2 separate regions of the Mus musculus genome follow, and region 2 is linked to region 1. Evidence: chromatin contacts called from public promoter capture Hi-C data. All regions are on one chromosome and are shown on one strand. The core of a region is the stretch at or near the end of the contact, and the rest is flanking DNA. Distances in the headings are between cores, read along the strand shown.

Evidence for each region. Promoter capture Hi-C pulls out the DNA fragments that hold promoters and counts their contacts.
Region 2: a contact with region 1 is called in a promoter capture Hi-C map of pre-B cells, with 1.9 times the contacts expected there. The contact joins two enhancer-like sites. A contact is called at or near these places in 2 of 39 promoter capture datasets (macrophages and pre-B cells), 2 of 115 datasets of contacts at active chromatin or transcription factors (the NIH/3T3 cell line and embryonic stem cells) and 2 of 9 other capture datasets (adipose tissue and pancreatic islet).

What each region holds. Positions count from the first base shown.
Region 1 is chr2:155,215,630-155,222,749 of GRCm38.p6, forward strand. It overlaps Itch (itchy, E3 ubiquitin protein ligase), which reads left to right. Exons shown (of 25, transcript NM_008395.3): 23 at 2,362-2,458; 24 at 4,579-4,651. Among named protein-coding and RNA genes, the nearest start is that of Gm52565, 17 kb to the right of the region's middle. Within about 2 kb of position 4,067, at least 6 of the 459 cell types and tissues checked have an H3K27ac peak or open chromatin away from gene starts, as enhancers often do. A contact at or near this core is called in pre-B cells, where this site is marked.
Region 2 is chr2:155,364,484-155,371,156 of GRCm38.p6, forward strand. No RefSeq gene overlaps it. Among named protein-coding and RNA genes, the nearest start is that of Pigu, 10 kb to the left of the region's middle. Within about 2 kb of position 4,953, at least 110 of the 459 cell types and tissues checked have an H3K27ac peak or open chromatin away from gene starts, as enhancers often do. A contact at or near this core is called in pre-B cells, where this site is marked.

The DNA of each region.
Region 1 (7,120 bases), core at 2,817-5,316:
TTTGAGCTGGGTATGATGTCTTATGTAATTATAGGTATTAGAGGCTAAGCTTAGGCTACTTAGCAAAGCCTGTCTCATTTTGTGCAGGAGGTATAGCTTACTCATGTTCCAGGCCCCAAATTCAATCTTCAACACTGGGGTTAGGGAGCGTTCAAGAAACAACTGGGGCTGGAGCTATAGCTCAGAGCGTTTGCCTAGTTATTGTACCTAGGCCTTGTGTTCAATCCCCAGCACTATGTGAAGAAATAAGTTTTTGAGACCTGACTTGGTAGCACATATCTGTACTTCCAGTCCTCAGGAAACTGGAGAATCACTGCAAGTTCAAGACCAACCTGATCTATGTAGTGAGCTCGGGGCCATCATCTTTCTGCCTTTAACCTCCCAACTGCTGTCATTGAAGGCAGATCTTAATTTTTAAATAATTGAATCAAGATATATACAAACATGTATTTATACAGACATGTTTATTCCACCTATGAGATTCTTTAAGTGGACAGATTTATTTTAGTTTTGGTTTTTCGAGACATGGTTTCTCTGTGCCTTTGTTGTCCTAGGACTCACTCAGTAGACCAGGCTGGCCCCAAACTCACAGAGATCTGCCTGCTGCTTCTTCCAGAGTTGCAGGGATTAGAGGTGTGCACCATCACTGTCTGGTTATATGCACAGATTTATTGAAACAGAATGTGGCATTGAGGTAATGGGCAATAGCGAGTAAACTTGTTTAGGATGATGAAAGTGTTCTCATGATAGCAGCGATAGATAATAGTGTGGATGAATTAATGCTGTTGTCCACTTAAAATTATTAACATGGGGAGCTAGGAATATGGCTGAGTCTATAAAGTGCTTGTCAGGAAAATAGGAGGACCCAAGTTTGAATCTGCAGCACACTCACACACACAGAAAAGTGGACACAGCAGCACACTTCTTAATCGCAGAGCGGAGGAGCCAGAGACAGGAGCATCCCCGAGGTGTCTCGCCATGTGGTATCGCTGAAAGCACAAACTATGGGCTCCATGAGAGTCTTGTCTCAAAGAGAAGTAAAACACGGTAATGAACTGTTGAGGAAGATATCTAATACTGACTGAGAATCTCCACACAAGTGCATGTGCACACGCATGTGCATGCTTACATGACAAGCTTACATACCTATACAATAATTAACATGGAAAACTTTACCACCATCTCCCACTTATTTGTCTGTTTATTGTGTGTGTGTGTGTGTGTGTGTGTGTGTGTGTGTACATGCATGTCATCATTTGCATATGGAGTCAGAACAACTTGCAGGCATCAGTTCTTTCCTTCCCAGGTGGCTCCTGGGATAGAACTTAGTCATCAGGCTAAGACAAGCAGCTCTGTCCACTGAGCCATCTCGCTGGCCACTTAACATAATTTTTTAAAAATAAAATGTAAAATCTTCTCTATACATGTAACAAAATTCATATTAAGAAACACAAAGATGAACTGGGTAGTGGCACATGTCTTTAATCCCAGCACTTGGGAGGCAGAAGCAGGCAGAGCTCTGTAAGTTCAAGACCAGAATGGTCTATAGAGGGAGTTCCAGGACAGCCAGGACTACACAGAGAAACCCTGTCTCAAAAACAAAACAAAACAAAACAAAACAAAACAAAACAAAAGAACCAACACAACAAAAACCACAAAGATGAGGTGAAATCATTGACAGGAGAACCAGCTTTGGTGGCTTATATCTATTTTCTGAGCACTTGAGGTTAAAACAGGGCAATTTTGAAATTTTAAGGACATTCTCGGCTATATAGCAAGCTTGAGGGTACTCTGGACTACATGAGACCCTGTCTCAAAAACTAACTGAATAAATGATTGACGTTAGTAAATAGGAGAAATAATTCCTTACAAAATATATTTCACTCAACCAAAACATTGTACAGTATAGAAGCATCTGTGGGATACCTCATACTTAGATCCAGAGATAAAGACAAAAAACATTTTTGGCTACATGTAGCTTACAAATCACTTAAAATTTTGAGGAAGGGGGTTTTGGTTTCATGAGCTTGATTTGATTTGGTTATGAAATGAAGAAATTTATTCAAGCTAGGCATTTGTGTCTTGCATAACTACAGGAGTGTGCTATAGGACAGCCAGTGTAAAGGGCAGGAACAATAGACCTTTGTGCTGCACAAGGAGGGAGCTGTGAGGCCTCGAAGAAGCCTTCAGAAACCGTCCTGAGACCTAGTAAGGAAGGCTGCTGAGACTCTGATGGGCATGGGTAAATTTGCTGTCCAGTGTTGCTGACATCTCACGGTCTTTTAAGATCTGAAATGATCATTTTCCTATCTTGTTCAATAATGTATGACTTACATTTCTCCTTAAATGTGATATTAACAGTTTGTTAAAGAAATTGATAATGAGAAGAGGATGAGACTTCTGCAGTTTGTTACTGGAACCTGCCGATTGCCAGTGGGAGGATTTGCTGACCTTATGGGTACGTATAAAGGGAGATTTCGTGGAGATTGGTTGCCTTACTGCTGTGAGATAATTGTGTACGCAACAGATCAGACACAACAGCAGGTGCACCTGTTTTAAACAGCCATGATTGACCTGGATTTTATGGACTTAAAGGTGATGTTTTAGTTCATACCTCAGTACATTTTTTCCCCCTATTTTATAAGACAGGGTCTCATGTACCCTAGACTGGCTTCAGACTCACTCGGTACACAAGGCTAATTCTGACAACACACCCATATATCTAAAATAATATAAAAAATTAAATATGTGTGTGTGTGTGTGTGTGTGTGTGTGTGTGTGTGTGTGTGTATTTGTTTTATCTTCTTAGGGCTAATCAGATGTCTCAACTGATAAAGACATTTTACAAGCCTGATAATTTGAATTAATTTCCAGGAACTCACATTTACGTAGAAGGAAAGAACCACTCTACAAAGTTCTGACCTCCAGTTGTGCACCGTGGCATGCATGCAAGTGCATATACACATATACCATGTATTATTATTATTATTCACACAAGTACACACATACAAACACCCTATGCCTGCATTATTATTATTATTGTATTTTTCTTGCATAAAATTTCTCCATGAGGCCGGGCAGTGGTGGTGCACGCCTTTAATCCCAGCACTTGGGAGGCAGAGGCCTCTGAGTTCGAGGCCAGCCTGGTCTACAGAGTGAGTTCCAGGACAGCCTGGGCTACACAGAGAAACCCTGTCTCGAAAAAAACAAAACAAAACAACAACAATAAAAAAAAATTCTCCGTGAATCTAATATATTTTTTTAAAAGTAATTTAAGTATGTTACATTTTTTTCTATTTCTTCCTCTTCACTTATTTTCTAAGACAGATAACTGGGGCTGCCTCAGCTGCAGGAGAGGCTGGCTTTGACCTGGTCTGCGTACAGTACTTCCCACGAACTGAGATTACAGGCCTCAGGCTTCAAGTTGGATGTATTACTGTTTCATCTAATTTGAAAAAGCAGTCATGGCAGTGGCCATTATGACACATGGGATTCTTTTTTTTTTTTAAAGATTTATTTATTTATTATATGTAAGTACACTGTAGCTGTCTTCAGACACTCCAGAAGAGGGAGTCAGATCTCATTACGGGTGGTTGTGAGCCACCATGTGGTTGCTGGGATTTGAACTTCGGACCTTCAGAAAAGTAGTCGGGTGCTCTTACCCACTGAGCCATCTCACCAGCCCGACACATGGGATTCTACTGAATTTCAAAATCTTCTCTGTTCCATGTTAGTGGAGCTGTTACCTGCTTGTCTCTGTCGTTAGAGATACTGTAGTGAATGGAAGGAAGCATGCAAAGTGAGTGACCGTCTCCTCTGTCCAGAACATTTTCTTACAGTCCTTTTTTGTGATAACCATTGCTGTTCCCTTATCTTACTGGGATATATCACTGCCAGTGAACAGGACTCATTGTTACAGACACAAAGAACTACTAATCTCTGTTATTCTGGATTTCGTCAGTAGAACACAAGAACTTTTTGTGCATGGCTGTCCTATATACTTAGAACGTTTAGTGTCCTGACCATCTAGTTCAAAAAAGCCAGCAGCACTACCAGTCACTTTAATCACCAGTGAGTGCTCCCCGGGGAGCTATAGTGTCTGGTTACTGAAGCAGTACTTGGTGCTGCTGAGCAGCACAGCTGTATCTAACAAGAGGTAGGAGACAAGCTTTGTGGAGAGGTGAGCGCCCATCTGAAGCTCAGTTGTACAAGGTCTGTGAGCACAGGCCTTCCTGTTGAATTCATGGGGTAAAGTTTTGACAGTTGGATATTTATGTATTTTTATGTAAGCTGTTATTAAATACGTGATTGTGCTATTCTAGCTAAGGAATGATAAATAAGCTGCAGGTTTTCCTCTTGGTATATATTAACAAAATGGTTCTCGAATTTCATCACTTGTCGGAAGTGCCTGGAAGCTTGTTAAAATGTGTAGAGTGGCCTCTGTTCCTAGAGTTGTTACTGCAGTAGGATTGGGAGAGGGCCTGGGCATCCGTGATTCTGAATGGCAATACTGCTGTTGAACTGGGAAGCATAAAGAATTTCTGAGCCAACAAGCTTTGTACTTTCATTATGTTCTAGGGAGTAATGGACCACAGAAGTTCTGCATCGAAAAAGTTGGCAAAGAAAATTGGTTACCCAGAAGCCATACTTGGTAAGCAAAATCAGAAATGTAGAAAACAGTCTTTTATTCACTTAGCCTCTGTCTACTTACTAGTAATGGCATAATTTAAATAATTTCCCCATAGCTTAACAACTTTACCAAGGCAGAATTTATGTATCACCCAATATATGATTTATTTATTTGTATTTGGGTGTGTGTGTGGCTGCATTAGTGTATGCGCATCATGTTTAACTCGCAGGTGTCCCGGCCACCCAGTGCAGCTGCTGGCAGTTGACCCCTGGCCCCCCAGAAGAGCAGCAAGAGCTTTCTGTGCTATCTCAGCAGTGCCCCACGCCCCCCTTTGAGATAGGATCCCATAGCTCATACCGCCCTCGACAGCCTCGTCTTTCTACGTCCCGAATGCTGGGGTTTCTAGTATACCAGGCAATGTAACCCATTTTGAGTTCAGGATATTCAGTAGACTTGCAGGGTAAGGCAAGCAGCCCTGCAGGTGTTGTGGAGTATACCCTCCAACTCAAGACAACCCCTGCCTGTCATTTGCCCTGCACGCCTTTTTCTGCCTCTCAAAGTTTAAACATGGGATTTAGAATTCTTGTACTTTTTCTCTGAAACAAGAAATGAAGTTTGAATTTTAAGAATCCTTTCTTAGCAATATGGTAAACAGGATTTTATTTCTTTTTGGTTTTCTTTTTGCAGTACTGGAAATTGAACCCAGGCACTTGCACATACCAGGCAAGCCTTCTGCTGACAGAGCTATATCCCTAGACCTTGTTTTCTGTTTTAAAATGCAGTTTAGCCTCATTTCCAAAAATGCACTAAAAATCAACCAGTCTTGATCTCGTTTTTCTTTTTTTCTTTTTTGCAGTCTTGATCTCAGGTAGAGTTAGTTTATATTGGAATTCAGTCTGCTGTCAAGCATATTTGGATTTTAACCATTATAGGCATGTGGCATTTAGTGCTAATAAGTGGGTTAACAGGGCTGTGAAGGCTTCCCTGTCCTCCAGCGGCTGCTGTGTGCTCACTAAACACACACTTGTAACCTCCAGCTCCTCGTGACAGTCTTCTTTTTGTCTCTGGGACTTTGGCAAAGTCAAGTACTTTTTACCTATGGAATCAGATCCTTCTCTCAACTGGCTTATTGTACTGAATGTAATGTGTTACAGTATATATCACAGTGTTCTCTTTTATTGAGTCATCTCGTTGTTGAATATGGCCTTAGGGAACAAACTCATTTCTGTTAGGCTGATAGTTTGTTGAGCCACATCCCCAGCCCCTCTACTACTATTTTATTCTTAATTGACACAAAATAATTTTATATGTTTATGTGACTTGGTTTTTGAAACAAGGTCTCAAGAAGCCTAGGGTAGCTTTGAACTCCTGGTCATCCTTCCTCTAATGTCCACATCCTGGAATTATGCTCATGGAGTTACCAAGCCCAACTTAAAAAATAATAATGTGTGGTCCTGGAGAGATCCTTGCAGAGGGCCTAAGTTCAGTTCCCAGCACACACATGATAGCTTACAACCGTCTGTAACTCCAGATCCAGGAGATCTGGTTCACTCTTCTGCTTCCACAAGCACTAGGCACACATGCATTCATAGACCTACAGGCAGGCAAAGCACACACATAAAAAAATAAAACTTTTAAAAATAATAATTTTTGCTGGGCGATGGTGGCACACACCTTTAATCCCAGCACTTGGGAGACAGAGGCAGGTGGATCTCTGAGTTCCAGGACAGCCAGGGCTATACAGAGAAGCCCTGTCTCAAAAATAAATAGATAGATAGATAGATAGATAGATAGATAGATAGATAGATAGATAGATAGATAGATAGATAGATAGATAGGTAGATAGATAGATAGGTAGGTAGGTAGATAGATAGATAGATAGATAGATAGATAGATAGATAGATAGATAGATAGATAGATAGATAGATAGATAGAAGTAAATAAATAAATTATATGGCACTATTGTAAATGGTTTCTTGGGTTCTTTTGGGGGAGGGGTGTAAATTGTTTGTTTTGTATACTACCTCTAGGGACACACTGTCCATTTTGTAGGGACACTGGCAGCAGGCAGAAAAGACAGTGTCAGCAGTAGGGAGCTAGCTCCACACTGAGCTGTTGAGCTTTGGTCTATTGCTATGTATTCTAATGCTAAATTTTGTATCCTACAGTCTAGACCTATGAGTAAATCCCCACTTTTACAGGCTTTTGTTGTGCAAACCTTGTTCCTCAATTTAAAACTGATGGTTCAGTGGGTTCTGAGTTACCTGGTTGGGGGTGGAGAAGCTAGAGAGAATGAGGAGAAAGGACGTGAGCCATGCGAGGAGATGGACCATGAGCACTAGCGCACTCCTGGCCAGGAGAACCAGCAAGTATCTGGGAAACACCACTGGGCGGGCACGGGTGTAGCCAGGCCAGCAGTTTGCGAGGTAGATGAGGGGTTGCTCCTCAGTAATTGTCAAAGCCAAATAAAGTAACCATTGTCTGAGTCTC
Region 2 (6,673 bases), core at 3,703-6,202, 150 kb after region 1:
GGCTCAAGAATGTATTTTTTAAATGTAAACTCCTCCAGTCTACCCTAAAAACTGTGATTCACTACAGTAATCTGCACTCCTTATTTCTCCAGGAAATTCTGATATTTCAGACTCAGAATCTATACCTTGAAAAACGTCATGTTGAAAGGCATACACATCCATTAGTCTATGTAACAAAAGGCTGAAAAGAAGAATAAGTTAGTAAATAGTGCTTATTATGGGCCACATTCTGTATGTATATGCATTCTTACAGCTGCCTTTGTGTCCCCAGCAGCAATAAGGAAACTGAGGCATAAAGAGACTTTGTAACTTGTCCAAAGTCACATGGCAGGTGGCACAACCAGGATGTTTATGTAAGCTCTAAATACTCTGGCTAATTGCTCTGCCCCAGTGAAGCATAAAACATCAATGAGAGGAATTTGGGTTGGGTTGAGGTAGGTTGGGTTGTTTTGTAGTTGGAGCTGAAGAGGAAGGGTATTTAATAGAAAGGAAGTCATAGGCAAGGTGATTCCTCGCCCGAGAAACCAAACATCCCACTTGATGGGTGAGCCACCTGGTGAGCAAGAAATTGAGGCTCTGAAATACCAAGTACATAGCATTAAGCCACATGCCTGGGTCGACTTTTACTTTCCATTTACTGAGCACCTGTCACCACTAGACACTGTGCTAAGCATGATGGAAATAGGACCTACCTAATACAGTTTGTGGATTCCAAACAGCAAATCCATTCTGTTCATCTTCAACATAAAAGAAATCATTAGAATGCTGTTTGGGAGTACACACTATTAAAGAGTAGACTGGGGATCCAGACACAGAAAAGCCACATTGCTGGCCCTGGTTAGCAGAACTATCTAGATGGCCAACCTTTCCATCACTAGAATAAGGACATTTGAATTAGAGTTAATGACCTTGTACACCTCACTCCAGAGGCATTGTGCTCAGAAAGAGGATGATGGTATTGATTATGATCAGGTTCGATACCTGCCTCTTGGCTGTGTACATGGCAGCAAGAGAAAAGAATCTGGGAGGAATTTACCATCATTGCCCTAGAACAGCACGCTCTGAAAGCAGTTGGGTGGAACCAGTTCATTGATGTGTTATGCTCCGTTGGGGTCGGGCAAACACTAATGATGGTGGTACGAAAGAGAGACACAGTTCTTCCTATATTGGAGTCTACCAGGGAATCATACTAAATGAATAAAAGCAGACAAAATAATTAGGGTTAGTAATTAGACTTTGCTGGTCAGAGACAAGAGCAGGGATAATGAAGGGTGGAAGAACTGTTGTAGAGACTGGCTGGGCAAGGAAGTGATGGCTCATCTGAGGTCTAAAGGTCGAGGAATTGCTAGTGTGAAGAGTTGGCAGTGGTGTGAAAGCACTAAAGTCACTGAGTTTGCAACCAGAGAGGCCAGTGTGGCTGGAGTGATGGAAGCCAGAAGAGAAACGGGAGAAGGGGGTAAGAATCAGGTACCCTTTGCAGACCATGATGCTAAGCTGAATTCTTATCTCTGAAAGAACAGGAAATCCATGAAAGGTTTTCAAATACAGTTAGAAAACCATCACAAGGGCTGGTGAGATGGCTCAGTTGGTAAGAGTACCCGACTGCTCTTCCGAAGGTCTGGAGTTCAAATCCCAGCAACCACATGGTGGTTCACAACCATCCATAACGAGATCTGACTCCCTCTTCTGGAATGTCTGAAGACAGCTACAGTGTACTTACATATAATAAATAAATAAATCTTTAAAAAAAATAAAATAAAAAAATAAAAAATAAAGAAAACCATCACAAATTAGATTTTTTTTTTCATGCAAGGTCTCCTGTAGTCTTAGCTACTTCAAACTCAGATGCCCTGGAACTGCGATTACAGAGACTTATGAGCTGCTCTGTGGATGCTGGGATGGAACCTGGATCCTCTGGAATAGCAGCCATGGCTCTTAACTGAAGAGACTTCAGCCCCCTGTATAACCATTTTAGACACAACTAGAAACTAACTTCCCAAATGCCTGACAACCAGCCACCATTGTGAATGACAGAACAATGAGAAGAGAGGGTGAGTGTCCATGACATTCCCACCACTGACAATTGTATTAAGAAAATAAGACCAAGATACAGGGCTGGCAAGATGGCTCAGAATGTAAGAGCACTGACTGCTCTTCCGAAGGTCCTGAGTTCAAATCCTGGCAACCACATGGTGACTCACAATCACCTGTAATGGGATCTGATACCCTCTTCTGATGCGTCTGAAGTCAGCTACAATGTACTTATGTATAATAATAAATAAATTTTTGGGCCGGAGCAAGACGACCAGAGTGAACAGAGGTTCTAAAAATTCAATTCCCAACAACCACATGAAGGCTCACAACCATCTGTACAGCTACAGTGTACTCACATACATAAAATAAATAAATCTTTAAAAAAAAAAAAAAGACCAAGATACAAATGAAGTCTAAAACCCACATAAACCATACATGTACTCTACACTTCGGAAGCAATAGGACCTAGCCAGAAGTTTCAGAAGTTAAATCAAAATTTACAAGAGACTATTTGCTAACAGCAAAAGAAGCTTTGACAAGTTAGCAACCAGTCCCTGCCAGCATGGTGGTTCATGCCTGTAATCCCTTCATTTGGGATGGGAAGGCAGGAGCATCAAGGTTTTAAAGCCATCCCAGACTACACATATAGACCCTGCTTCAAACAACAACAAAAATTGACAACTCCTTGAATGATGCAGAAAAACCAACCCACACATAGGCTTTCCAGATATATCAAACTGATCGAACTCAAGAAATCGTCAAAAGAATGCCGGGTGTGGTGGCGCACGCCTTTAATCCCAGCACTCCGGAGGCAGAGGCAGGCGGATTTCTGAGTTCAAGGCCAGCCTGGTCTACAAAGTGAGCTCCAGGACAGCCAGGGCTATACAGAGAAACCCTGTCTCGAAAACAAAACAAAACAAAACAAAACAAAACAAAACAAAACAAAAAAAACAAGAAATCGTCAAAAGAAACAATCATAACAAGCTATTGTCCCAGGTGCTCTGGAGGCAGGAGAATTGCTACATAAGGTTAGACCACATAAGGTCAAGCATATCATAGCAGAAGTTAGGGAGCTAGGAAGGAAATCTTAATGTGATCTATAGTGAGCATGATTTTTTCCCACCAGGGATCAAGGAACTTTACTATCTTGAAAATAAACAACCACCGTGGGGGAGGGGCTGTGGGCAATAGCACCCCATGACGGAAGAGAATCAAAGGCATCCCAGAGATTGAAGAAAGAGGAAGGGCCTGACCTAGTCTTGTGTACAGACTGGGAAACTAGAGGCTAAAGAGGGACAGTGCCTGGTTCAGGAACTAACAGCAGATCAGTGGTGACATTAGGCCTAGACACCAGGGTTCCGTTTTTCTGGACCAGGGTCTCTGATGAGGCTCACTAGAAAGCTCACAACTAGTTCCCTCCTCAATCCTTCACCCTGTTATTGTAAGCCCCCATCCCCCCCAAAAGAAGAAGAAACAAAGATCTGAACTTACAGGCTTATGTAATTCCTCAGATTTCAGAGACCGGTGTGGCCATGGCTCTAGAGATTTCCTTCCTACTCTGAGCCCACACCGGCCCACAGTTACCAAAGTCATCCTGTTAGGAAAACAATGCTAAGATGTCACACTATGCCTAAAGCCCAAAGCTGGAGCTCCGCTCCTCTTCCTCTATTGGCTCCTCCTTCCCTCCCTAGGATCCCACAGTTTCCATGGCTGTGAACCCAGGCTCCTTGCCCCAAATACACACAACCTTCCCTGCTCGGGAAAGGAGGAACATATTCATAGTCTTGATTTGTTCTTCCCTGGTATCTGTCCCCCTTAGCCCTGCTTTCTTTTCCTAGCAAAATCTTAAATTCCTCAGTCCTCATTCCAGGAATAGGGCCTAAATAATTTGAACTAACAAATACACACTAAGACCACGCCATCATGACGGGTTGGGGGATGTACACGTGACCCACAGGGCATTCAAAACTCAATTCTGAGATTTTGGATGAGCCATTTGGGGAAATGAATCTCATCTTTTCCTTTGGGTTTGAGTTTAGAAGACGTCTGACTCCAAGAGCAGCTGGAAACCTCTTGGCTTATTCCTAGACGTAAAACAAGGCCAAAGTCTGAACAGCTCTACTCAGATACAGCGAGCCACCTGTGGACTTAAACAGCGTGTAAACAATCTCCTTTAAAAAAAAGAAAAGATTTACTTATTTATTTTATGTATATGAGTACATCATTGCTCTCTTCAGATACACCAAGAGAAGGCATCATTGGATCCTATTACAGCATTACAGGTGGTTGCCAGCCACCATGTGGTTGCTGGGAATTGAACTCAGGACCTCTGGAAGAGCAGTCAGTGCTCTTAACCGCTGAGACATCTTTCCAGTCCAGGAGCCAACTCTTTTTTCTTTTCAAAACAGGGTTTCTCTGTGTAACCCTGGCTGTCCTGGAACTCACTCTGTAGACCAGGCTGGCCTAGAACTCAGAAATCCGCCTGCCTCTGCCTCCCAAGTGCTGGGATTAAAGGCGTGAGCCACCACTGCCTGGTGCCAATTCTTAAGAGGCCGCAAAGTTACATATTCTCAACTACACCCTAAATTGGATGGGCAGAAAACCCTGTGCCTGGGGCTGGAGAGGTAACATCCTGTTTCTCCAGAGGACCAGACGTTGGTTTCCAGCACCTGTCAGGAATCTCACAACTGTCTGTAACTCCAACTCCAATACACACACACACACACACACACACAATAAAATCTAAACAACAAAAACAAAACAAAACAAAACAAAACAAAACACTACACCTCATTAGATCCCGAGAAGCCATAGAACCATCTATTGCCAGCCTCCCAGGGGACACGGGAGGCCCTGGGGAGAAGGCTTTTCCTGTCTGACAAGCCTTCTGGTGTTCTGGTGCAGCTACAGGGCATTCTGCCAAGAGCCAGATGAACCAGTCAGGCTCATCTTGGGCCTTCAAAATTCCCAGCTGTATCTGGGGCTTTAGTTCCAACCCCTAACAGTTCTTAAGTCCAAATGTCTGTTAAAAAGCCAAAGTTGTTTGTTAAGAGGTCAGTTGTGTATTCAACAGAATGTTTTGTTTTTGTTCCTGCATTTCCGTGGGCTACGTAGCAAGGAGTTCCAGATATTGTCAGAAAAGGAAGTCCAGCTCAGTGCTGAGTGAACTGTGCATCGTTAGCTGTCTGTTTACTTTTTCTCCGTGAGTATCAAGCTCTGGGAGGGCAGGGACTCAGCTGACTCATCTCTGGGGACACCATCCCAGGACCTGGGACAGAGTAAATATTGATATTGCGCTTCCACTTGGATAGCTCTAGTGATGAGGACTCACAGTCAGCGAGGACTGGCCTCCTCCTCCTCCTCCATGTGCATCTTTTCCTACCCAGGTGTCCAACACCCAGGTTCTGCAGAAGGGAACAGCTGAGCTTTGGCTCAGGAGGAAGCACACAGGCCAAGTCTGGGTGTAACCATGAGACAGGAATGCATCACTGATAGAAGTCTAAACTGGCATGGTTACGTTCAAAGTGTATATACCAATCGATTTTATAGGTCTAAAGGGATACCTCTTATTCTATGTTTTATTTTGAGACAGGTTTTCTGTAGCTCATTGAGTTCAAACTAGCTATACAGCTAAAGGTGACTTTGAACTTCTGAATCTTCTGCCTCCAGCTTCTGAGTGCTGGGATCACAGGAATTTATCACCATGTCTATTTTTAGGCAGTGCTGGAGGTTGGACTCAGGATTTAGTGCATGCGAGTGCTCTACCTCTTCAGCCCTATCTCTGACTCTATTCTAAACAGAGATGGTCCCTGAGGCATTGTTTGTCAGGGCAAGTCAGGGAAAACCCAAATGTTCAACAAGTGACTAAGGAAATGATTTTACATTATGAAACAGAATTCTGGGGGCTGGAGGGTTGGCTCAGTAGTTAAGAGCACTAACTGCTCTTTCAGAGGTCCTGAGCTCAATTCCCAGCAACCATATGGTGGCTCACAACCATCTGTAATGGGATCTGATGCCCTTTCCTAGTGTGTCTGAAGACAGCAACAGTGTACTCATATACTTAAATAAATCTTTTAACTTTTTAGGGGGGAGGGTCTTCTTTAATGAGGCAGAGTTTGTGTATTCACATGGCACAACTTCCAGGCAGTCTGAACAGTATAAGCATCCATTACATCATGGAAGCTGTGTAGTTATATCTTTAATATTTTTATTTTAATTTTTAATCTTTTTAATGTATATTCATTGTATGTGTCTAGACATGACCACCACCTGGTTATCTCTAGTGATGGGAACTCATGAGGAAGTCCAAGGACAGCTTGGAGTGTTGGTGATGTCTCTCTCCTTCCACCAGGGACTCCTCGGTCTCTCAGTCCTTCCTGGGGATTGAATTCAGGTGGCCAGGCAAGGCAGCAGCCACTTTCACCTGCTGAACTCTTTCACTGGCCCTAGTTTTGATTTTTTTGAGGCCTGACTTCAAACCTTGAATGGTCCTCCTGCCACCGACTTCTCAAGTGCTATGACAACCTGCCTGAGCCACCACATCTGGCTAGCCTTCGTTTTTAAATGCCAATTAAATTTTAAAAATTGCTTCAACTGGCCGGGCAGTGATGGCGCACGCCTTTAATCCCAGCACTTGGGA